Regions from separate parts of the Mus musculus genome. Here region 1 is linked to region 2. Evidence: chromatin contacts called from public Hi-C data. All regions are on one chromosome and are shown on one strand. Each heading gives the region's core, a stretch centred on a gene start, on an enhancer-like site or on the middle of the called end of the contact. The rest is flanking DNA. Distances are from core to core; before and after follow the strand shown.

The links. Hi-C and Micro-C count contacts between places; a contact is called where the count stands out from the background.
Region 1: a Hi-C map of forebrain shows a contact between it and region 2, with 2.0 times the contacts expected there. The contact joins the promoter of Prickle2 here to the enhancer-like site in region 2. A contact is called at or near these places in 3 of 39 promoter capture datasets (the 3T3-L1 cell line, cranial neural crest and embryonic stem cells) and 4 of 484 Hi-C or Micro-C datasets (cerebral cortex, cortical neurons, forebrain and 1 more).

What each region holds. Positions count from the first base shown.
Region 1 is chr6:92,702,611-92,709,060 of GRCm38.p6, forward strand. It overlaps Prickle2 (prickle planar cell polarity protein 2), which reads right to left and starts at 3,574. Exons shown (of 9, transcript NM_001081146.2): 1 at 3,494-3,574; 2 at 2,736-2,821. The coding sequence starts at 3,535.
Region 2 is chr6:92,605,234-92,611,332 of GRCm38.p6, forward strand. All of the region lies in intron 2 of Prickle2 (prickle planar cell polarity protein 2), which reads right to left. Among named protein-coding and RNA genes, the nearest start is that of Prickle2, 98 kb to the right of the region's middle. Within about 2 kb of position 3,903, at least 52 of the 459 cell types and tissues checked have an H3K27ac peak or open chromatin away from gene starts, as enhancers often do. A contact at or near this core is called in cortical neurons and forebrain, where this site is marked.

The sequences.
Region 1 (6,450 bases), core at 2,324-4,823, 97 kb after region 2:
GGAAGCTCTTAGAGGTTTGTTGTTGTTGTTGTTGTAATGGTTAATCTTCATTGTCAGGTTGCTTGGACTTAGCGTCACCTAGGAAATGTATCTCTAGGTTTGTCTATGAGACTGCCTCCAGAAGTATAACTGAGGAGGAAAGATCCATACTACATATGGAAGACAGCATCCCAAAGGCCAGAGGGCCAGCATTCATCTCTCTCTTGCTTCCTGGCTATGGCTACAATGTGACTAGCTGATTCGAGCTTCTGCCCTCATGTCTCTCCCATCATGACAGACTACTATCGTTGGAATGAATGTTCTAATAAGCCCATATGAAAGACAAACAATCCAGATGTTTTATTCATAAAACAAATGCCTCGATTGGGCAGATCTAGGGCTATTGTAACTTCTTCCCCAGTTATAAAATCCCTCGACTTGCCGTTTCTCCTGGCCACATGGTTCTGGTCTACGGTGGCTTCTTATTCCATCCATCCTCTTCTCTCTCACCACACCTACAACCTCCTCTGGAACCTCCAGTCCCACCTCCCTCCCTCCATTGCCCAGTCACAGGTGCTAGCCTTCTACTGACCAGTTACACTGGGGAGCAGGTCCACATGGCATCACTTGAGTACGTGAGCATCTGCTCACTGGGGACAAGCACACCTTGAGGAACCAGTTTTAGCTACATAAGCAGCATCGGACTGAACCACTGCAGACTACCCTCAAACTACAGTCAAAATAAACTATTCCTTCCTTAAGTTACATTGCTTGCCACAGCAATGAGACTTGGAATCTTGGAAAAGATGTGTGTTCTTCGTGTGTCAGAACAAAAGCAAGCTTCTGATGCCCGACACTCCAGCCCTTCTTTATCCTCGGGCACTGGTGTCTACCAAAGGGCTTAGGACTCCCTAGTAAAAGAAGGTAACAGGACCATTTAAAAGAAGACTACAAAGATTACTAGAACCCCACAAATGATCAGGCAGAAGGTCACCCAAGCTGCTTCCTGTCCAGTGATGGGAGGAAACGCCATGAAAACCCTATTCATGGCACAAAAGGGAAGCCTTTTTGCTGGTGCTAGTGGGGAAATTACTTCCATGTGAAAAATCCCTCAGTTTGATGAAAAGGTCTCTTTTCCTTCATGGGCTGAAAATAAAACCCTTGTTTTCCCATCAAAAAATCAGCTGGGTTAAAATGATGTAAAGTTCTAAGAAGCTATGACCACGACGGTCAAAAGAACCCCGGTAATCAATCCAGCATCCTCAAATAAGTGAGTTATATCTCCTCCTGTGCAGCCCTTGGAAGGAAGCTGGGACCAACAAAATTAGTGCACATTTACTCTGGGCCTGGAAATAATTCTTTCAACACTGCACTTTAACCCAGGTAAGTGTCCTTGTCACTCCTGTATAACAGTAGAGAAATTGGGAACTGTAGACTCTTCGGGACTGAACATTCAGTGGTCACACAGCTATATACCCTCACTGAGCCACTTGCCAACTGGCCTCTGGTCAGAAGGTGATCCACAGGCAAAGAAGACAGGGAGACTGCAAACCACCTACCCTGCTCATCACTTCCATTACATTGCCAGATGGATCAAGAGAAGCCATGAGCTATTCTTTCACACTGAATTTAGCTTACAAAAAGGTTTCAATATCCACGCCCATGTGTAAGCCACTTTCATACCTGAGACACCCGAGGGCCTGCCCAGAGCATATCACCTTGAAGACAGCACTGACTCTATTGACAGACGCTTATATCCAATCACATATTTATAATGTTGCCTGCCTGGACTCTGTCACACTAGTCATTAAATGCTTGAAAGCCCCAAGTCTGTGCTCATTGCCCTGAAACAAAGGCAGAGAGCCTGCCAGGCTCATCTGAGGTGGGAACAAAAGCACTTCATCTCTGAAGAAACCAGCTGGGGGTTTCCTTCCTTATCATGGAATGCCCAGCATGCACCAGTGCTATAGGAAACTAGAGATGTGCAGAGGTGGTGGTGGTTAGGGGTAGGGGGTCACAAATAACTTTTCTCTGTTGTATCCAAAACAGTCTCCTTCAAAGGACCCTGCGAGTGGGAGGAAGGATGCTTTAATCCAAGAATGATGCTGGCCAACTGTCCACTGTACTCACTTTTTCCTTTTCATCAAGATGACAGGGAGGGAACTCACCTTTATATCACCAAGCGGAGTCTGTAAACCCACACCCCAACTTCCCTCAATCACCGCCCTACCAGTCAGATGCAGTGGGAGGGTACCCGGATCCCTCCACTCCCAAACAAAATCATTGCAAGCCAGCTGAGGCTGCCTGAAAATCAACATTCGAGGCACATTAATAAGAAACATCTGGCTACGGGAAGAGGTTGACACAGCACAGGCAGGCAGTGGTGGATTTGTGGTTGGGACCCAGAGTTACAAGGACTGAACTGAAAGCACAATCGGAGAACACCAGTTCGTCTAGGCAATCCTCCACCCACTGCACCACGGAGCCTAGCAACACCGCCATGCTCCGGGTTTGAATTGTTTGGGGCAGAGTTACCTAGAGACTTCCCACTTAAAGCTCTGGCATCAGGAAAATGCATCTCCTGCATCCTCCAGTGTCTGGCCACCACTTCCACCTTCAATATTTGTAGCAGATGTAGCTGGGCTCTTAAAGGAACAGTGTTTGCATTCTTTCCATGTGACTTACAGGATAGACTTAAAAGGGGGAAAGTGTATTTATTTTTCTTCCCTAGTGTTGTGTGTTTAAGACCATCCTACCTCCATTTGTGCAAGGCGAACCCGGGACACTGGTCACCACAGGCGTTACATGGCTGGCCTCTCTCAATCCGACCCAGTCCAGTCAACTTCAAAACAAAAAGACAACACAAGCGTGTCCACCACCAGGGCTCCCCTCAAAGCCCCACTTGTATCCTAGGCAGGAAGGCCTGCCCCTCCCACCCCGCCTCTGTGATTGGACTCAACTGTTTTCTGATGTTGGGGACTTGGGACCAGATTCTCCCACCTGGAGAAGGGCATGTGATTCCAGGTGGGCTGTCTATATAGAGAGCATGGGCACCAAACCACCAAGAAATGGCTTGGCTGGGGCTTTGTCTCCCCCAGACACCTTGGTCACCGGTTTCTAAGAAACAAAAGCAAGACCTTTCCGTTCCCTGGAGTTGCGGGGACCACCTGGTGGCTGTCCTGGACTAAGCCAGGGTTCCCTAGAAGAGGGTAGCTGGGACGCCCAAAAGCCAGTCCCAGGTCCTGTTTCTCAGCTGGGGTTCCCATATTCCTTACGAGAAGAGGAAAAGAAAAAGGTTCACCCGCGGTGCCCTGAACTATGGCATTTAGGGTCCAGGTCCCTGGTGGCACTGTCGCCCGGCCTGGGGTAGGGCCCAGCCCCTCGCGCGCCCGCGGGGCCAGCTTACCTGGGGCCACAGGTGCGCGGCCGCGGGGTGGAGAGGGGCTGGGCCCGGGCGCTGGCTGCCGGCGGTGGGGACCGGGCGGGCGGCTCCGCTCGGGTGGAGGACACTCACCGAGCGGCGGGACAGTCTTTTCCGCGAGCTCCGGCTGAACATGGCCGGGCGCTTCCCGCACGCAGCGCTGTCGGTTGAATGTGTCCGCGCTGCAGCCGCCGGGAGGGCGGGTGGACTGGGCTGGTGCGGTCGTCAGCCGGGCGGTCTCCGCCTAGCTGTCCCGCCTGGTTCGGGAGAGCACGTTTCCCCTCCTCCCTTCCCTCTGCAGCTCGCTCCCCGCCTGCTGGTCCCTCCCCTCTCGGCGAGCTCCCCGCCCTCCCCCAGCCAGTCCCATCCTCTCTGGCACCAGCTGAGGCCACTTTCTCTTTTCTCCTGCTTCCTTGCCCTCTGGGGAGAACTCTTTGGCTGGCCCAGCCCCTAAAAGCTCTTCCGCTCACTCTGGTCCCTGAAGTTAGGAGGCAGGGGACACTTCACAGACATCGGGAGGAGATGCAAAGATGAGAGATTTTCACATTAAATTTAAACATTTAAACTCTTCTTCCACTGTGTATTAATGATCTCTCAAAATTTGTTAAACTTGTGTGCTTATCAATATATGTGTCTAATATAAATGTATGCATATAAATGTATGTATCTATATGCAGACAGACAGACAGACAGACAGACAGACAGACAGACAGACAGATAGATAGATAGATAGATAGATCGATAGATGGGTGTGGGAGTGTCTTACTATGTAGCCCTGGCTGGACTATGTAGAACACACTGGTCTTTAACTCACAAATACTGGCCTGCCTCTGGCTTTTGAGTACTGGGATTAAAGTCATGTACCACCATTACCTGCCCTCTTATCAATCCCTTAAAAATAAATAAATAAATAAATAAATAAAGATGTAACAGAAGACTTTATCTTATAGCATGGTTGAAGGATGAGTCAGGTCATGTGCAGTGGTTGTAACTGGCACAAACTCAGGACTGATGCAAGATTAGAGATGGAAAACAAGGATGTTGTTCTAACAGGCAAGACTATGGTGTCCACTAGTCATTGATACATCCGCTCAAATAGCACTTCCCCTGAACTCTCTCCACCACCCACTAAGCCATCCCTTACACATTCATGACATACAAATCATGTGTTGACATCTGTTCTCAACCAAACCCAAATGACAGAAGGGCCCTGTCTTCTTTGCTTAGGCACATATGTAGGTTTGTATACTCTGGATACTCCTGCAAGTCAAAAGAAGACAATTTGTCATCACTGAGAAGAAGATGGTCATCTTCTGGCTTAGCATTTTATATCTGGGCCATTGAAGTTGAATGAAGAGAAGCCATCTCCACCTGGGATAACCCAGCAAATGGGGGGCGGGGGGCAAGATACCTATCTATCAAAATCAAAGGAATAGCCAGATGCAACTCAGACACCCCCTTCTTCATCAGAACAAGCTGTCCACGTTCACCAATAAGACAACGAAGTTTAGTTTGGTTCTAAGGAGAGGCATGTAAGGCCTTTGCCTCAGGAGCACAATTTACAGAGAATAAATTCAGCAATTAAGACAAATATTTATGTACTGTGATCAAAGAATCAAAATCAATACCAGATATATCTGCTGAATCCTGCCTTATCCTGCCCTGCCTCGCCCACCTCACCATCCTTCCTTCCCTTATAAAAATGCTCTGAGAGCCAGAGGGCTATGGTGAGAGATCAGCTGGTGGCATGCTTCTTCTTCAAGTATGAAGCCTGCGTTTGAGCCTCAGAACCCACATTTCAAAACAGAAAGAAAACAAAAGCTAGGCATGGTGGAAAACACATGTAAACTCAGAGCTGGGGATGTGGAAACAGGAAGATCTTTGGGGCTCACTGTTCTGCTGGTCTAGCCTACTTGGTGAGCTCCAGACCAATGAAAGGCCCCATCTCAAAACAAAACAAAACAAAACCCTAACGACGACTAAGTGGATAACCCCCGAGAGAGCAGAGCACCTGCACACACTTAAACATATACACGCAAAGTGTTCTGAAATTCAGACACTAAATAAGGACTGAGGTAAGTGGTGACCACCCACTATCGTCTTTGGTGGCAGTTGTAGAGAATAAGCCATGGCGTATAGAGTGATGTTGTCTTCTGATCATAACAGAACCACTGCACTCACGAATGCACAGAAGCTGAAGTTGTCTGCACAAGATCAAGCCATCAATATTCCAACCAATGTGCAGAAGGGAGGGCTGCCTGATCTCCTCACCCTTAACTGGGGAGCTACTGACACTCGGTGGCATCCAGGGGGAGAGAGAGAACCAATTTTCTTTAAGGGTATGCCCTCTGGTGGATCTAGCAGGATCCAGTGAGTGCCCCATACCTAAGAATGGTATATGGGGAATACAGAGTAGGAGAAGGTGGGAGCGTGGGGTGATCAGGGTTGAAATAGAGGCATGCACATATTAAATCATAAAACTAATAAGGCAATAGCTTCAGGTTTTTGGGGTTTTGGTTTGTTTGTTTGTTTGTTTGTTTGTTTTTTGGCAGGGGGAGGGTCAGGATAGGATAGTAATGGAAACTTCTCAGGGCAAGATGCTCACTGGATCCTCTCGAAGAGTTACTGTACTCTCATGTCTGCCCCGTAGGAAAAGGTCATGGGGAACAGCATTGATGCTGTAATTATGAATGGTGTCTACATGTATTTTAACTGCAAAACTTTTTAGGGCAACACAGTAAGAGCATCAGTGCTGTGTAAGTTTCCAGGAGATGGACAGCAGATGTCCAGAGGAAATGAAACCTGCTATTTATTCCCCAAAAGTAGCTACAGGAGCTACTGGAAGGTGCCCCGTCCCAGGTTTTGCTCCTAGATAAATGTAGCTGATAAAGGATTAGCAATAGTGACATCCTTGAGAATATGAGTCTACGAAAGGTTTGTTGTTTAGACAAAGAGGAGATGCAAGAGTGATGTGAATGAACCTCATGAGTTATTGGAATAAGCCACATTGTCACATAGTTTCCTCCAGATTAAAACCTTCCATCTTGGAG
Region 2 (6,099 bases), core at 2,653-5,152:
GGGTGGGGTGGAGTGGGGGTGTAATTCTTCCTCCCACTTGGTGTTCCAAATGACTTCCTAATTCCTCTGCTTCTGGGCTAACCACCCCCACCCCACTCTCTTCCTAAGAACCAAATGCATCTCAGCCTGTTCCCAGGGCTGTGGCAGAAGGGAGCCCTCCTGTGAGGCTGGGACCACCCACAAACAGTTGGCTCCCTATGGACAGGAAAACCCAGAGCACACAGGGAACATGCTGCCTGTTTCTGAAAATGGGCAGGTCACTTGAGTTGAGGCAGTCAGCTCTCCCAGTCGTAGTGCACAGCCCTCTCTTACAATGGCCACTTTACATGGCCAGAGTTCATGCTACCTAGAATAGCTGTTCCCATGCTTGGCTTACCAGAGCACAACTGCTTATATAGATTAATAAACTAAACAGACACCCTGGATATACCTCCACAGAAGTCTGGACACAGCAGGGCCTGCCTAGCCAGGTCACTGCAAATTTGCATTCAGAGAAGTTTCCCAGATAATGTGGATGACAGCCAGGACCGAGGACCACTAGTAAAGGAAGGAACTCCTGGAAGGGAGATGAAGTGGACATGTGAGGAGCGACATGTTGTTCAACACCAGCAGTATAGGATTCTTTCTGCGTACCTTTGGAAAGAGAATATGCATCCTAGGGAACATGAAGTCGGCCAGAATGTAATTTTTTTTATTTTATTTTAAGCCAAGTCTTAGAAGTGAATAAGCTTGGCTTCTGGAACTGGCAGACCCAAATTCTAGTTCTTCCTCTGCTACAGGGAGCTGGGGAGGCTCAATAAAATCCGAGCTTCGGTTTCCTCCAGTGGCAGGTAAGGATGGTGAAGAAGGAACAGGATGGTAACAAGGATAACCACTCTCGCATCAGCTGCTGTTCTAACAATACAGACATCGGTTTTCTGGGATGCTGTATGAAGTCGTACTTCATACACTTAGAACACTACTTTATGTCTTTTCTTTGGTCAAAAGGACAACTGTTCCTATTATCTGTTAAGCAGAATTGATAAGTTCTAAGTAGCTTCAACCAGTAGCATCCTGGCCACACAGCCTCACCCACCTTGCCCTAATTTGATAGTACCCTTGCAATGCAGGCCTTTAGGTTCAGGCATGGACAGCCTGGTTCAAATAAAACTGTATGCACGGAAGAAAACACTTTCGTGACAGACCTGAGATGTAGTGCTTCAGATTGAATTCATTTTTCCAACCAATTACTTAACAGGTTGATACTAAGACATTTAGGATAAAGAAAGGAGGCAAGAGAAAGCTCAAGGCAAGAGTGTAAATGGAAGTAAAGTCTACATATCCTTTTAAGGGAACCATCTTCATCTTAGGATCACAGACATTCTGTAAGGACTGTTATAATCCATGTTATAATCCATGATCCTCTCTAGAAAATTTCACTAAGACACGCACATCTACACACATAGTCTACACGGAACTTCAGGAAACTCATATCACTAAAGGCCATCAATGGATTTCCCAGAAAATGGTGGCAAGTTAAACATTATTCCTTTACACTAGTGGTTCTCAACCTTTCTAATGTTGTGACCCTTTAGTATAGCTCCTCATGTTGTGGTGATCCCCAATCATATAATTATGTTTGATGCTACTTCATAGCTGTAATTTTACTCCTGGTATGAAATGCAATGTAAGTAGTTCTGGAGCAAGAGGGTTGCTAAAGGGTTCATGAGCCATAGACTGAGAACCACTGCTTTAGATCAAGGGTTCAGAAGTCTAAAAAAGGCCAGACAGGTCATATAGTGTTTATCATAACTACTCAACTTTACTGCTACAACATGTAAGCAGAAACAAACCATATGGGAGGGATGTTTCAGTAGAGCTTTATTTAGAAGAAAAAAATAGCATTGAGAGACTTGGTAGATAGCTCAGGCAATGAAGTATTTGCATCATTGTATACATGGGAACAGATGTTTGAGCACCAGAACCCATGTGAAAACATTCAGGTTTAGTAGTTCATACTTTAAATCCCAGAGCTGGGGAGATAGAAACAGATACTAACTGGCCAACAAGCATAGCTTAAAACCAGGGCAGATGGCTGCTGAGAAACAACCTCTGAAGTTGACCTTTGGCCTCCACACACAAGTACACATACGTATGTTACACACACACACACACACACACACACACACACATACACACACACACACACGTAGGTTGGAGGATTTGGCTCAATACTCATGGGTTGATGTTTCTTACTTTGCTTTAGAGTCATATCACATAGTAGTCTGTGTAGGGCCTGAGTCCTTTATCCCTGAAAGTCCTCTTAGTTCTGTTTTAGCATCTTTATAGACCTAAGACACCCCATGAAAGCCTTACCCACATTATATCCAACTTTGTTTCCTACATCCTTAGAGTGTGACATCTTGTAGACTGTTGTATGGAGACTGCCTCCATGCAAACACATCTAGCTATTAAAACAACATTTTTATCCCCAGAAGATATGATGCTACATTTATTTACACATCTACAGGACTACATTGGGAGGGATAGCTTGGTGTCATAGTTCATTCCCAGTAGGCTTGTTGGTGGTAGGGAGACAGTGTCTTGCTATGTAGCCCAGGTTGTCCTCAAATTCAAAGCATTCCGCTTGCCCTGGCCGTTTGAATTCTGAGATCACACCATATATTATGATAGCACCAAGTAGAACTTGAAGGCAATGGAGAAAGAAAGCATGAAAATCCAGAGCCAACCTGAGTTGCCCCCAGTAATTACATGAATTCCCTAAGGGAAGGAGTTGTTATAGGTTTAAAAATTGCCTTATTAGTTTTGACAAATTTTCTCAGAAAACATCACATCTTTCCATGTAACATGATTAAAACAATCTGTAGACAGCAGGAGACCTGCCACTCCACTTCCTCCCGAGCTCATGTTTTGTTTTGTTTTTTTAGCTTCTTTAAAAGAACATACACGGCTGTAATCAAATGCTAGCCAGAGAAAGCTGTGACACTAACCACGGCAAAGTTTGCTTCTCATCTCTCATCTGCTAGAACTGCATCGCCAATTGCCCAGGATGTACACCTGGGTTGGTAATGAGCCACATTTCATGCTCATGATGGCTTTTCTGCTGCCCTTGTTGCTGCTGGCTGCCTTACATGTCCTCAGCGTGGACTTCCTCTCAGCTTGAGTGGGGCTGTGGGGGAGGTCACCTTGCCAACCAGACAGAAAGACAAAAATCACTTGACTCAAAAACCATTTGGAAATTTTCAACCCAACTCCACATTCTCTTCATTTCCTGAGGAATCTCTTTTTAATGTAAAATCTCTTCCTGTCGACATGACTTGGGGGAGGGAGAAGGCTGCTTTCCATCCAGAGAAAACTGTAATGTAAAGCAGAAGAGCCCGAAGCCAGCAGCCTCATGTGTGACAGGACAAGCTCTTCAGTTACTATTTTCTCTGTTAGTCCGATATCTTAGTTCCCAGACAGGTATCCTCAAAGTCACAACCATCAAACTGCCATACCCTGCCGTGATCTCCCAACTGTAAATTCTTGAGTTTAGAAACATTTAGAAACATTCCAAGGAACTGAATGTGGGGTTGTTTCTGTGGTATGACAAAGGAATGCAGCACACTGCAATATACATTTGCCAGGGCGATATGAATTGCAATTGTCAGAAACCTCTTCTCCTAAGCAGAACCCATGTCTGTCCTATAAACACATTGACTTGCTGACATTGTCCAAGGAACGGTAGATGAGGCAAGCCTAAACTAGGTCAGTATTTGGTTTTACTATGAGAATTGGCCTTTTAATGAAAACAAACCCAAGTGCTGCTCACCATTTTTGGTTTTAGGGGTGAGTATAAGAGGTGTCCCCATGTCACTCACTACCCACCTTGGTACTGTCAGCTTCATTCAGCATTGGATACAAGGACAAGGAATAGTTCTGCCTGTGTTCTGTGTACACAGTACAGCTCCTCCTGTACTGTAGAGTCATGTTTGGTTTGCTCTTTGAGATCTGCCAGAGTTTCCTAATTAGGAAATTGTCTGGAGAACATCAAGAAGTCAGATGTTCCTTTGCTGCAGAGAAGGGGCCAGGCTTATGAACCGCTCACCCCAGGGGCTACCAGGATGGTCAGCTGCTGAGTGCACAAGCGACAATCTCAGGGCTCAGCATCTTCCTTGCCAAGCACCAGCACCTCTGACTCCACAGCCCATCTAGGGGTTCAGTGGGTGTGAGGGTTGCTTGCTCGAGCCATGACCTTGGAAAGTTCAAGGATGCTTCTCTTCCACAGAGCTGATACAGATCACCAGTGGGCTTGTACAGGTTATCACCTGGGAGGACGCTAGCTAGGGATGTGCAAGATGCATCATCAGCAGTGCAATCTGGACCGGGTTTCCTTGGTTCCAGAATCTTATTGTATACTGCCTGCAATCTACTTACTTTCTATTCTCTCCACAACCTCTCTCTTTTCTTCCCACCCCACCCTTGTGTTTGTACCCGAACTTCTAAGTGCCTTTAAATAAAGCTATGCACTCTTTCTTGGTCCTTAATCTTTCACTAAGCAGCATCGGTATTTTCCAGTTACAAACAGTATGCCTGTGCAGTTCTAGAACATATGCTGACAAGTCATTTGGCAAACACTTTCCTTTGTTGCAACGAGCAGCACTGTGGAGGACTGTAGCATTGGCAACCAAATATGTGCACATTCTTAACGAAGAAACAGAGATAAGGAACCCATCTCAGCGCTGGCTATGGGCTCTGGGGATCCAGAGCCCTATTAGAAAGGGAAACAGTGATCTATTATATAGAAGGGATGTTGGTTAGAATGATTTCCAGATGGCTCTGGGAGGCTCGAGGACAGAGGTTACTGAAGAGCTGTGTAAGGGTCACACGGAGAGCACTGTTTCAGTCGCAAACGATTGACTTTGGAAGAACCAGCTCCAGTTTTATCAATGTAATTAACACCTTCAAGAACATTATTACAGAATATAATAATACAGAATATTATAAAACCAGACAGGACTGCAGGGTGAACGACAATAAGAAATGAAAGCTGTTCTCACTTGAGAAACCAGGCTACTTCATTCATTAATTCAACCAAGATAACGGAGAACAGTTCTGGGCCCAGAGGATAGATCACCGCCTAAGACAAAGACTCTTCTGCTTCCATTTGGTGCAGGGGATGAAGGCTTGCACTTAGAATATATGTATATGTATCTGTCAGGCAGCAGAATGGGTGACTACTGATTATTTTGAAAATTATATGGTACTTCTAAAGGAAAAAAGATAATGGGAAAACCCAGCGTGACATCTAGAGCCCCACTATGCAGCCCAAACAAGCAAAATAACCAGTTACCAAAATTAAGTTCTTCTTAAATAATCTCAGCCAAAGGCATATTTCCTGTGCCGATGAGGAGTCTGGGTCTTGCTGGAGCTGTCTCCTACCTCTCTCCCCACCGGCTCCCTGGGGCTTCCAGAGCTTCCCAAAGAACTGTTCCCTCTGTGAGGTAGGAGGCACTCGCCGGCTTTACACTTCAGGGGCTTCTCTTCACCTTTCCACATATTCATTGATTGACACCTTGCCGTACTTTAGAGAGAACTTAAGGCAGCTATGAGGACATATGAAATATAAGATGGCATAAATTTAAAATAGGAACAAAAGGAGAAGAAAAATGAGGACAGGGACGTGAAACAGATCCAAGAACGAGGCTGCATTGCCTACCCAAAAGATGTATGGGCCACGAATTTGGCTCTAATTTTATAGCAGTCAATGTGGAAAAGAAAAAAAAAGTTATACAATTACAGAGCTGTCTCTGAAAAGTAAAATCAGTCCAGTATTTCTGGAAAAATTAAAATACTTCTATGTCTGGCAATTATCACTCTGTTCCTGCTCCTCTTTAGGGACTCTGTGCTAGGTCCTGTCCACAGGAGTTATTTACTAAGTATCTGTGGAAAAGTGAGAAACAAACCCATCTCCCCATTCATGTATCAGTCAAACCGTGAGAATTTCCTAAGCATAAAAGATACAAAAAGCTCTGAAGCAGGAGCTATGGGCAGGCTGGTGAATGAACCAAAAAAAAAAAGGTTCGTCACGTGACAGTAAGAGAATGTGACAAAACACAA